Linked DNA regions of Sus scrofa: all the other regions are linked to region 1. A link is a contact called in public Hi-C and HiChIP or PLAC-seq data. All regions are on one chromosome and are shown on one strand. The core of a region is the stretch at or near the end of the contact, and the rest is flanking DNA. Distances in the headings are between cores, read along the strand shown. Region 1 overlaps BPGM (bisphosphoglycerate mutase). Region 2 overlaps AGBL3 (cytosolic carboxypeptidase 3). Region 3 holds the start of C18H7orf49 (modulator of retrovirus infection homolog).

Region 1 (3,684 bases), core at 432-2,931:
GAGTAATTGCTTCATTGTGGTTTTTCCTTATTTGCCATTTTAAAATGTCAGTCGCTTAAGTCTCATTGACTGATTATTAACCAGTCCAAATATTTTAAATATTTGTAAGTAATTAGTCTGCTGTGTGAATGGCTTGAGTAGTCATTAAAATGGAATGTCAACTTTATTTATTGGAAACATTTCTATTTTTGTTGAGCTCTCCTTTATAGATGAAATATTTTAGTTCTCATGGCCTTTGTTTAGTTGGCTCTTTGATTTGAGCCCACACAAAAGTGGGTTGTTATCTAAGCCATAGGCATGAGCTCAGAGGGCTTCTTTAAAAAAAAAAAAAAAAAAATCTGTTGGAACTGGTTAGATCTGAGGCCATGGTCAGATGAATTTCATGTATGCCCTTAGCCCAAAGACCTGAAACTCTTTCCTGAGGTCCCAGACTGCAACCCCTAAGCTTGGCCCATCATGATCCCAGTGTATTAGCTGTTGCAAGGGGATCAGACAAATCTGCTCATTCCCTACTAATCTTGAAAGCATGAGAACTCTGGGTACTGATGTCCATTTAGCACCCAGCCCTTCACAAGGGCGGTGCAGGAACACAGACATCCTCCTTTCTCCTTATGCTCTGGTGGAAATAACCATGGCTGAGTCCATGACCAGAGTTGAAGTCCTGGGATTTGAGAATTTAAAAAAAAAAAAAAAGTCCAATTTTATTACGTTAACGGTCTTGCAACTTGAACAGTTTTATTTAACTTCTCTGGGTCTGTTTAGTAGTTTTTAAACAGCTTTATTGAGATATAATTCCCATGCCATGCAGTTCACCCATTTAATTAATTAGTGAATTTGTACCTGAAGCGGTGAACAGTGCCTTTATTCTGAGGCTGAACAGCAATGGACACCCTCCCTTGTACCAGCTCCACCCTTCATTTGAGGAGAGGCAGGGGAAGGAGACACACAGCTGCCCTTCCTCTTCCCTTCCACGCTCCCGGGGCTCAGCAGTTCACTCATCTAAAGTGTACAGTTCGGTGTCTTTTCACCGAGTTGTGTTTTCCCCGAGTTGTATATTCACAGAGTTGTCCATCTAGCATCACAGTCAATTTCAGAACATTTGCATTACCCTTAAAAGAAACCCCGTACCTAGCTGTCATTGCAGCCACAGATCTATTTATGTCACTAGAGATTTGCCTATTCTGGACATTTCGTTTAAATGGAATCATACGATTCGCACTCCACTGTGACTGGCTTCTTTCACTTGGCATGTTTTCAAGGGTCATCACTGTTCAGCATGTATCAGCACTTCCTTCCTTTTCATTGCCAAATAATGCTCCATTGTCTGGATCTACCACATTTAATTTAACTGTTCATCTACTGATGGATATTTAGGCTGTTTGCATTTTTTTGTCTAATGTGAATAAAGCTGCTATGAGGGTTCGTGTACAGGTTTTTGTGTGGACATAGGTTTTCATTTCCCTTGGATATACACCTGGGAATGAAATTGCTGTGTCACATGGTAATTCTATGCTTAACCGTTTGAGGATTTGCCAGACTGTTTACCAAAGATTCCACAGGATTTTGTACTCTTAATTTTACAATGTATTAGGATTCCAGTTTCTCTGTATCCTTAGGGCTCACCTGCTGTAAACCATGTGTTCTTGAATTCCACTCTGGCCGTCTCCAGGAGATGCATGTGGCAGCTGCTCTGTGTCCAGCCCACAGAGCTGACCCGACAGAGGCCGAGGGCGCTTAGAATCCAAGGCAGTCATCTCCCAGCTAAATAGCTGGCTGCTGGTCTGAATTTATCTTCTGCTGCCAGCTTTAGTTTAGTTTGGGATGGTAATCTTGTGTATCATTGCAGTGTGGGGATGAGGGCTTTTCAGGGCAAAGTAGTGTTTTATAAGCCTACCCTTTAAGTCTTCTCCCTAGAAGAGAATTCCTGGTAGAGGAAGAGGAAACAGTTATTGTGCTGTATACCGTCTCTTCCTCCTCCCCCACACCCTTTGTAATGGTGGTAGAAGAAGAGTGTTTCTTTTTTAAGTAGAGGGAATGGAGGCCCAGAGAGGTTACTCTCCTAAGGTTATAGCCTGGTTAGTATACTGAAGGGGACTGGCACACGAGATGGGTCATGTACATGCAAGAGACCCTGACTTCCAAGTTGGGATTCCTTCCACTGTTTTGTAACTATTGGAGGATACGATTTGTGTGTAAGAATTCCTAGGTAGCTCTTCTGGACCTAGAAATGAAATTCTAGTAAAGAACCACCCCAGCACTTGGGATCCAGTGCTATGATTCTTTGACTGACCCTCATAGTTTTGAATGTTGGTTAACTAAAATGACAAAGTGCATTGACCACTGACTGCTACTAACCATCCTCACCTTCCAAATGAAGACAGACCCTTGAATCCCCTCAGAAGTTGCTCTAGCTAGGTCCTTTCTGTTAATGTAGAACAGAAGTATACGGTTAGAATTGAGATGTCTAGGTAACACAGGTATGTTTTTAAAATAATTTGAATAGTGTCAGTTGCCTTTTAATTAGCTTGCCTACATGTCTTTAGGTCTCCTCTCTTTCTTTGCTGGTTTTGAACTCAGAGAAATTTGAAAGGCATTGCATTGTACAGTAGCTAACAGACACCCGGGTTTAAATCGAGGCTTTGCTATGAACTGTCTGTGTGATCTTGAGTTGTCTGCTTAACCTCTCTGTTGGGAATTGTTACATGGAAGAATAATAGTGCATATCCTTGCAGGATTGCAGTGGTGATTCAATAAGTTAGTACACATAAGTACTTACAAGAGTACCTGGCATGTGTAATGTACTGAGTCTGTATGAGCTGTTTATTGTTGAAAGCTCTCATAGGAGTTCCCGTTGTGGCTCAGCGGAAACGAATCCTACTAGGAACCATGAGGTTGTGCGTTCGATCCCTGGCCTTGATCAGTGGGTTAAAGGATCCAGCATTGCCATGAGCTGTGATGTAGGTTGTAGACACGGCTCAGATCTGGCGTTTCTGTGGCTGTGGTGTAGGCCGGCAGCTGTAGCTCCAGTTAGATCCCTGGGAACCTCCATATGCTGCAGGCGCAGCCCTAAAAAAAGCAAAAACAAAATAAAATAAAAAGCTCTCATAGTAATAAAAACCTCATCACCACCACCGTGACCACCCTTACCGCAATTCCAGCTCTTCTGGTCAAAGTTGAACACCTTTTGATGGGGGTTCTTTAAAAAAGAGTTGAAGGTGATTCGTCCATTACACACACCTTCCGCTCTGAGCAGTCTGTATGTTAAGGGACAAGAGGAGACAGGCTTGTTTTCCAGGCATGCGGGTCATACCTTCCCGATCCCCCTGGATCGTGCTACCCCAGCCGCCAGGGGAGTGGTCCTCCTTGACTGAATGTAGCCCATGGCACTGCACGCGCACTCGGTATTGGAAAACCAGCCACTTTGTGATCAGTCGAACAAGATTCCAAGGTGATTTTGGCTAGCTTGAGGACAATATATAAAAGGAAGAAAACAGAAAGCCGTCCTAGTTTACTTTCAGATTTTTCAAGATTGATTTCTGGAGTGTGGGAATAGAGAGAATAATTTTCACTCCTTTAGGATTTCGATAGGAGACAGCTAAGAACAGCTGTCATGCCCCAGAAGGTATTTACTCTCCTAAGATTTGATGTAATGTGAATTTTTGTCTTAGCTTTTTTTTTTTTAAC
Region 2 (3,904 bases), core at 1,032-3,531, 380 kb after region 1:
CTCTGCCTGAATTTTATTTTTTTAAATTGAAGTAGAGTCAGCCTGAATTTTAAGTGAACTATTCCTCAGTATTCCATCCTTTGGTCTCTCCTGTTCTCACCACATACTTTTATTTCTGAGCACTCTCGCCTATGCCTGTAGCTTCAATACACAACTGATGATCATCATATTTTTTCATCATCAATCTAGGCATCTCTTCTAAATCCCATACTCATCTGCCTACTGGATATATCCATCCGTTTTCCCTCACAGATACTCATAGTTTAACTTGCCCACTACTGGTCTCTTTCTCCTCCTGCATTCCATGTCTCAGTCAGTAATACTGCCTTCCTCCACTTATCCAGCTAATAGCCCAAGACATATCCTAACCTACATCTCTTTGGTATCCAATATTGAGAAGCTCTATCCATTCCATTCTCAAAGATTCTCTTGAATTTGCCCTTCTTCATCGCAACTGCTGCTCCCTTAGTTCAGACTCCCTTCCAGCCTCCCTTGAGTTACCACACTAGCCTTCTAACTTGTCTCCCTGCCTCAAGTCTTTTCTCCAACCTGTCATCCTCCTGGCTGCCAGTGTGATCTTTCAGAAATGCAGATCTAATTATATTACTTCCACGCATAAAATCTTCAATGGCCCCTAACAATTCAACTTTTAAAACATCAAGCATCTACCAGACGCAAATTATTCCTGTCTCTGGAAACCTCTCAAAAGTTACGAACAAGGTGTCTAGTTCTGAACCAGTCATTCACACTTTCCTGACGTTCTAGTCATGCTAAACCATACTTGTGGCTTAAAGAGTGTGCCATGTTAGTCCCATTGCCTAGATTACTACTGTTTTGTTTACGTAGCTGACTTGCAATTATTCATCAAGACTCAGATAAATTCGGAATTAGGAATCTTTCCTTATCCAGCCCTAACTATGGCTAGAAGTCCCCCATCAGCAATCCTATAGTAAGCACCTTGCCTCATCTCTATAGTTACTTATTCTGTTGATGCTTTACTTTTCTCTGTCTCTCTCTCTCGTCCCAACTGTTGGACTATTAAAGTCAATGACTATATTTTTCACACCTATTTACCAAACTGAACATAATGCCAGATACCTAATAACCATCCAATGACTATTTGCTGAATGGTCTAGGAATGGCTTCTCAAGAGACTATAGATCCAGCATTGCCAGATATTGTGCTCATACACACCCTCATACACGGTCTTTCAAGTCTAGTTTAATTCAGTGAGTGTTTAGTCATCAGTTTCCTTTCATTTTAGTAGTGGACAATTCTTTTAAAAAAAAAAAGCATTATTGTGGAAATTTCAAGCATAAACAAAAGGAGAGAGAATAGAATAATGAATCACTGGTGCCCGTTATCCACCCTAAAGAGTTATCAGCATCCTGCTATTCTTGTTTCATTTGTATTCCCACCACTTTTTTTGCTAAAAGTATTTTAAGCAAAGTCAGCAAACCATGTTGTTTTGCCCATAAATAATTCAGTGTATATCTCTAACTAGATAAACATTTTTTTTACAAAGCATAATGTATTTCTTGCTTTTATTCTAAACATACTCTACTTTTTTGTATGCTATCTATATATCAATCGAGGCATCATAATTACAACTAACACTGCCACATCCTTGAAAATATCTACCAATCTTCCTTCAGGCTTTACTCGGGATGTTCTTCCCCTTCTCTACCTATATGTATTGAATTTTTTTTAATTGTGTTAAAATACACATGACATAAAATTTACCATCTTTATTTTTAAGTGTTCAGCAGTGTTAAGCACATTCACACTGAGGTGCACAGTTTCCAGAACTCTTTTCCTCTGGCAAAACTGAAATGCCATACCTATTAAAAACTGCCCATTCCTCCCTCCTCACAGCCCCTGGTAACTATGCTACTTTGACTATTCTAGGTTTCTCAATTAAGTGGAATTGATCTTTGGAAGACAAATACAATATTTGTCTTTTTGTGACTAGCTCATTTCACTCAGCATAATGCCCTTAAGGTTCATCTATGTTGTAACACATGTCACAATTTCCTTCCCTTTTTAAGGCTGAATGATGTTCCATTGTATGTATATACCATATTTTGCTTATTTATTCATCCACAAATGTGCATTTGGATTGCTTCCACCTTTGGACTGTTGTGAATAATGCCGGCATGAACATGGATATACAAATAACTCCTCAAGATTCTCTTTCAATTCTTCTGGGCATGTATCCAGAAGTCGAATCGCAGATCATATGGTAATTCTAGTTTCAGTTTTTGAGGAACCACCAATCTGTTTTCCACATCGACTACACCGTTTTACATTCCAGCAAACAGTGCACCGTGGTCTTAGTCTCTCCACATCTTTGCCTACACGGATAATTTTCTGTTTTTTGACAATAGCTGCCCTAATAGGTGTGGAATGGAATAAACACTTTAAAAATGAACTTTATTTTTTAACAGTTTGCTAAGCATTTTAATGTTATTATACTCTTATTATCACACTTTACAAAATAAACAGTAATTCCTTCATATCATCTAATAAGGAATTTCTAACATGCTTTTCTCATAATTTTACCTATATCTTCATCCTTCTATGTCCTTGAAAGAAACTTTGGAGCCACCACTGATTCCTCTTTTATTCTCTCACCCCGTATCTAATTCATGAGAAAATCCCAAAATATACTCAAGATACTTGTCTCCCCGTGCCTGTACTTCTCACTCTTGTGCCACTGCCACCACGCTGCTCCAAGCTACCATCCTCTCTCCGAGACTGTTTCAGCGGCCTTCCGAAAGACCTCGCTGCTTGTTACCCTTGCCCTGTTCCATCTGCTCTCAACTCAGCAACCAGATGATTCTGTCAGATGGGACACTCCTCAAAGCCTTCCAGTCTCCCTGCTTCACACTTAGTAAAAATCAAAGTCCTTACAACGGCCCTGAGGCCTTACGTGAACTAAGTCCAGTGACCTCTCTGAGCTCCTATGACATCTTTTCCCTCCTTCACTCTGCTTTAGCCACGTGTCCTATCTTGGTGTTCCTTCAACACCCTGCCATGCTCCTAGCTCAGGGCCTTGCCTAGAATGCACTTGCTTCTGATGGCTACTTGACTCGTTTCCTAACTCCTTTGACAGGTCAGCCTCAGGGGGAGGCCTCCGAACACCTTTTCAAAAACAGAAATTAATCCATCCCCTGAGAATTCTCTATTCCCCTCCCCAGGTTTTTTTCCTCACATAAATTTTATTATCTGATATATATTTATAAATATATATAGATGTATCTTGTTTACACACTTATTTTCTGCCCTGTATTTAAAGTATAAGCTTCAAATAAATATGCATTTTTAGACAGACACTTTGGTACCTAATGCTGAATAAGTAATTGCTTAATCAGTTCAGTTTATATAGCTATACATATTTTTATGGTTGCTCCCCAGGTCTTCATCACAACTTAAAAAATAGTATGAAAGAATGTACATCTTTCCAAAGCAAGAAGGCTGGTGTAAATTGGACAGACGATGAAAAAAGAATCTACAGGGATAAAAAAATATCTCAATCTGAAGAAATATTGCAGTATTTGCTCCCAATCATGAAAAGCACTAAAAATGTGCAAACCACTCAGATAAAACAGATTTTCAATCCAAGAACCAACTTTCAAATCCAACATCAGTAAGTCAATACAATTTTGTTATTCTTAGCTACTTAATATATGTACACTCTTTTTTAAGGAAAAAAGGCTTATTTGGGGGGGGGGTCTTTTCAGGGCTGCACCCACAGCATATGGAGGTTCCCAGGCTAGGGGTCAAATCAGAGTTACAGCTGCCAGCCTACGCCACGGCCACAGCAATGCCAGATCCAAGCCACATCTGCAACATACACTACAGCTCATGGCAATGCTAGATCCTTAACCCACTGAGCAAGGCC
Region 3 (3,941 bases), core at 258-2,757, 430 kb after region 1:
GCAGCTTAGGTTGCAGATGTGGCTCAGATCCAGCGTTACGTAGCTACAGCATAGGCCGGCAGCTGCAGCTCTGATTGGGCCCCTGGCCCAGGAACTTCCATATGCCACAGGTGAGGCCGTAAAAAGGGGGAAAAAAAAAAAAAGAATTACCAGGACATCATCCAAACCTTTCTGGCCACAGAGAGCAGACTCACTTCTGTCAAAATTCAAGAGGTGGTAACAGTCATTTCCACATCTGAAGAGCAGCTGCTAACCGCCTGGCACAGGCACTGCACAGAGGTCAATGCATATATTGGTTTGACCCTTAGGCAGATACTATGAGACCCATTTTACAGATGAGTATCTGAGACCTGGCAAATTGCACGAAATCACAAAAAAAGTTCGAAACGGCCGGGTCAGGACTGGCACCCTGCTCCTCCAGACTCCGGGCCCTGTGCTCCCTGGCCCGGTGGCTGGGGGTGGTGAGGGCCTGGGACTCCCCGGCGCCGCCCCGCGGGCGCCGGCCCTGCCCAGCGCTCCCATTCTCAGCCGCCGCTTCCCTCCGGGACCCCGTCCCGCCCTGGAGCGATGAGACCGATGCCAACCTGCAGGAGGAGGGGAGACGCCGAACATCCACGCGGGGCCTCGCAGGCTACCGGACCCCCGCGTTCCCGGCGCTCCTCCGGCCCGGGCTTCCTGCCTCCGGGCCCCCACCCCCTTCTTGGCTGCCGGGGAGCGTCCGGGAGATGGATTCTGGGCGGTTTAGGGAGCTCAGATCCCCGCGGGCCGGAAGCCTGCCCCGCGCGCACGGTAACCCGCCCCCCGGCTCCGCCGCGTCCCTGCGCTTCCGGCTCCCGACCACCGGCCTGCGCAGAGGCGCGGGCGCGCCCCCTGCCGGCAGCTCGCGTGATCTGCGCCCCGGGCCAAGGAGCCAGGACACCCCAGCTGATCAGAGGCCGGCCCCGCTGTCCCGGGTCCTGACAAACCCACTCCTTGACCAAACTCAGGTCAGGCTCCTCTGAACTCTCAACTAGGCCCTGTCGCTTGGACTCCACATTGTCCGTTTTTAGCAAGAATACTGCCAAGTTGGTTTAGCCAGCGTCCACCCACCCTCCATATCTGATTTTCAGCTGCCACCAGCTCCCAGGTGATGCCTGATTCCCCCACCCCCGCCGCCTGCCCTCCGCAAGAATCCTGTTAGGTCAGTTTGGCCAGAATCCCCCTTACCCCTGATGTTTCCTCTTAATCATGCATCCACTGACGCCAGCCCTGCCACTTTTCCTTGCAGTGGTTGAGCCCAATCTTTTCCCCTGCTGCAAAATCCTATTGAATAAAATTTGCCTTATTGTTCTTTAAGAAGCATCATGAATGATTTTAACAGTATCTTGTACCCAAATGTATCTCTATTTGAGGCTTGCTGATTGGATTTTGTTAAAGTGTCAATTCCCAGGCCCCCTGAACCAGAAATTAGGGGCAGAGGAGCAGGTGGATCTGCATTTTTGAAACTCTGCCGGAGGGAGCAGGAGAGAATTCCCAAAGCCTGAGTTCCGCACTCTTTGGAGGCATACATCCCCCTGGGAGCAGGGGTGGTGCAAGGTGAACCCCTCAGAGGCAGGAAGGGAAATTAAAGACTGTTAACATTTGTTATCTTGAAAGTAGGTCTTACTAATAATATTCAAATTGGCCTTCGAGGTGTTCCCTGCACTAGCGGGGTGCTCTGGCAGGCTGCCCAGGTGTCCTCGCTGCTTTCCTTGCAGCCTGATGCTGAGCACTGCAGTTCACACGTGGGGTTAGCATCTAGTTTTATTTAAAATCACACCACTCATAGTAACCTAAAAGAGGCAGGCGAAGAAACCCCAGGTGTCAGACACAAGTAAAAAGGCTAGCACAAGCCGTTACAGGTGTAACTCCTACCATATTTTGAGGCAAAAGGATGATCAGAACCGACAGTCCGATCCCCAAACACAAAACTATCGAGACGGCCATTTGAAGTGTGATTTATAACCAATAGCTAGTAATAGAAAATTACTCTCCATGTGCTGGAAGTGCAGGGTGGTGGAGAGTGATCCAGAGTTTGAGAACCCTGAATCCAGAGCCAGGCGTTCTCGCTTCCAGCTGTGTGGCATCTCAGCTTCTCCAAAGCACTTTAACCCCATACTAATCTTCAACCCAAGCGAAGGAGGCTGAGCCAGGGAAGTTTAAATCCTTTAGCTGTGGGATGAGCCAGGGCTCTGCCTGCAGCCTCTTCAGGAGGCCAACACAGATGGGCAGGACCTGCTTCTACTCTGGTTCTCTAACTGAACCCAGGTTCGGCTGCTCATCGCCTCTATGCCAGTAATTTGAGAGGCAAGTGTCACTAGAAGGGAAATATGCCTTCATCAGGAAAGTTGGCAATCCCCCAAGATTCTGCTCAACCATGACAGTTTTTACAGGGAAAATTGGCGGGGGGCAGGGGGGTAGAATCTCAGTGACTCATGGAGGCAGGAGGTTGGGTTCTGCATCCTTCTCCATTGAGTGCTGACCCCTTTAGATGTTATCTCGCCTGGGTCATCTGCCTGCAGGATTGCTCACGGGGACTGTTGAGGGTAGAAAGCTACTCACTGTTTATGTTAAGGCCACACCCACAGCATATGGAAGTTCCCAGGCCGGGGACTGACTCTGAGTCCCAGCTGCGACCTACACCACAGCTGCAGCAATGCCAGATCCTTTCACCCACTGTGCAGGCCTGGGGATCAAACCCGTACCTCGCAGTGACTGGAGCCACAGCAATCAGATGCTCCATTTTTAATTGTTAAAATTTTTATTCTTTAGATTTTCTTACTAACTTAATTCATCATCCTTTTTGTCTAGGAAAAGACCAGGTTAGACAAGACATGGTGTGCATTCAGGAGGGCCTAAGTCAGGAGTCCGTTTCAATTGCGCAGTAATGTCATTCCTATAACCAGGTTCTTTTAAGGTTAGAGGGGAACAGAAGTGGGCACACAGGAAAGGGCAAAGGCTGCATTTGGTTCCAGGGCAGGCTCACTGACCTCTAGGGTCCTCCGCTCCCACAACTGTGAGCCAGGACAAACCCAAGTCTATTGGTGGAGATGCATCATTTTGTTTTGTGAATGAAGGAACAGAGAGCACTTGCTATTATTAGAACTACTCCCTCCACCTTTTTCTCCTTAAAAACCTCTTCCCATAACCTGCTGAAAAACGGGGCCTGAGGAGCAGGAAACCAGCCTCTGCATAAAAAGTTTCCCGTGTGAAAGTCCGAGTGAGGATGAGAAACCCAAGCTGTAGCATTCGAATGGGTCAGAGTCAGCTCCCGCAGCGCTGTGATGGCTGAGCTGCGGGGGTCTGTCTTGGAGCAGAAGCAGGGGAGCAGGGCCAGGCCCTGAAGAGAGCCAGAGAAATGTGCCTCATTCTCCCGCAGAGCCCAGCCCAGAGCCGGGGCCCACATCTGCGCCCGAGGCATGAGCTCGGGGGCCTGAGGCTGGATTGGGTGGTTTTCTTCCAGCTGCCCTTGCCCAAGCTAGTGGAGGGGACTTGCTGGGGTTCTCAGCTAGATGCCAAGCAGGTATGGAGGAGAGGTAAACTGAAGTTCTGACAGCCTTTACTGGAGGGTGGGAGCTCATCTTGGGGGTGGGGGGCGGGAGGAACCCAGGAGGAGTGCCTGCTGACAGGCCCTGGGAGGGGCTGGAGGCCGGAGACAAAGCCAGGTGGGGGCAGGGGGGCCCGCAGCATATGCTGCACGTGGTAATTTCAAAAGGTCAGAGGTTAATGGTATTGTGGTTTCGTTTCTAGGCGGCCTCAACGTGATGTGGAACCTTCTTCCACCTCTACCCATGCTGATGGAGCCTCGGTCACATCAGCTACGGGCCAAGCTCACAAGAGGGAGGGAGGGAGGGATCCAGCCCAGATCCCAAAGGAAATGACAGAAGAGACAGTGTTGTTCTTCTCCAAACCTTAAAAGACAT

The links. Hi-C and Micro-C count contacts between places; a contact is called where the count stands out from the background. HiChIP or PLAC-seq counts read pairs in DNA pulled down with a chosen protein or histone mark.
Region 2: an H3K27ac HiChIP or PLAC-seq map of alveolar macrophages shows a contact between it and region 1. The contact joins two enhancer-like sites. A contact is called at or near these places in 4 of 47 Hi-C or Micro-C datasets (embryonic fibroblasts, mesenteric adipose tissue and skeletal muscle) and 1 of 2 datasets of contacts at active chromatin or transcription factors (alveolar macrophages).
Region 3: a Hi-C map of alveolar macrophages shows a contact between it and region 1, with 3 times the contacts expected there. The contact joins the promoter of C18H7orf49 here to the enhancer-like site in region 1. A contact is called at or near these places in 17 of 47 Hi-C or Micro-C datasets (alveolar macrophages, embryonic fibroblasts, fetal heart ventricle and 9 more) and 2 of 2 datasets of contacts at active chromatin or transcription factors (alveolar macrophages and skeletal muscle).

The regions. Positions count from the first base shown.
Region 1 is chr18:14,558,183-14,561,866 of Sscrofa11.1, reverse strand. All of the region lies in intron 2 of BPGM (bisphosphoglycerate mutase), which reads left to right. Among named protein-coding and RNA genes, the nearest start is that of BPGM, 33 kb to the left of the region's middle. Within about 2 kb of position 1,681, at least 8 of the 83 cell types and tissues checked have an H3K27ac peak or open chromatin away from gene starts, as enhancers often do. A contact at or near this core is called in alveolar macrophages and skeletal muscle, where this site is marked.
Region 2 is chr18:14,178,513-14,182,416 of Sscrofa11.1, reverse strand. AGBL3 (cytosolic carboxypeptidase 3) reads left to right here. Exons shown (of 17, transcript XM_021079175.1): 15 at 3,418-3,649. Among named protein-coding and RNA genes, the nearest start is that of TMEM140, 32 kb to the right of the region's middle. Within about 2 kb of position 2,281, at least 5 of the 83 cell types and tissues checked have an H3K27ac peak or open chromatin away from gene starts, as enhancers often do. A contact at or near this core is called in alveolar macrophages, where this site is marked.
Region 3 is chr18:14,125,290-14,129,230 of Sscrofa11.1, reverse strand. It overlaps C18H7orf49 (modulator of retrovirus infection homolog), which reads right to left and starts at 1,507. Exons shown (of 4, transcript XM_013985607.2): 1 at 585-1,507.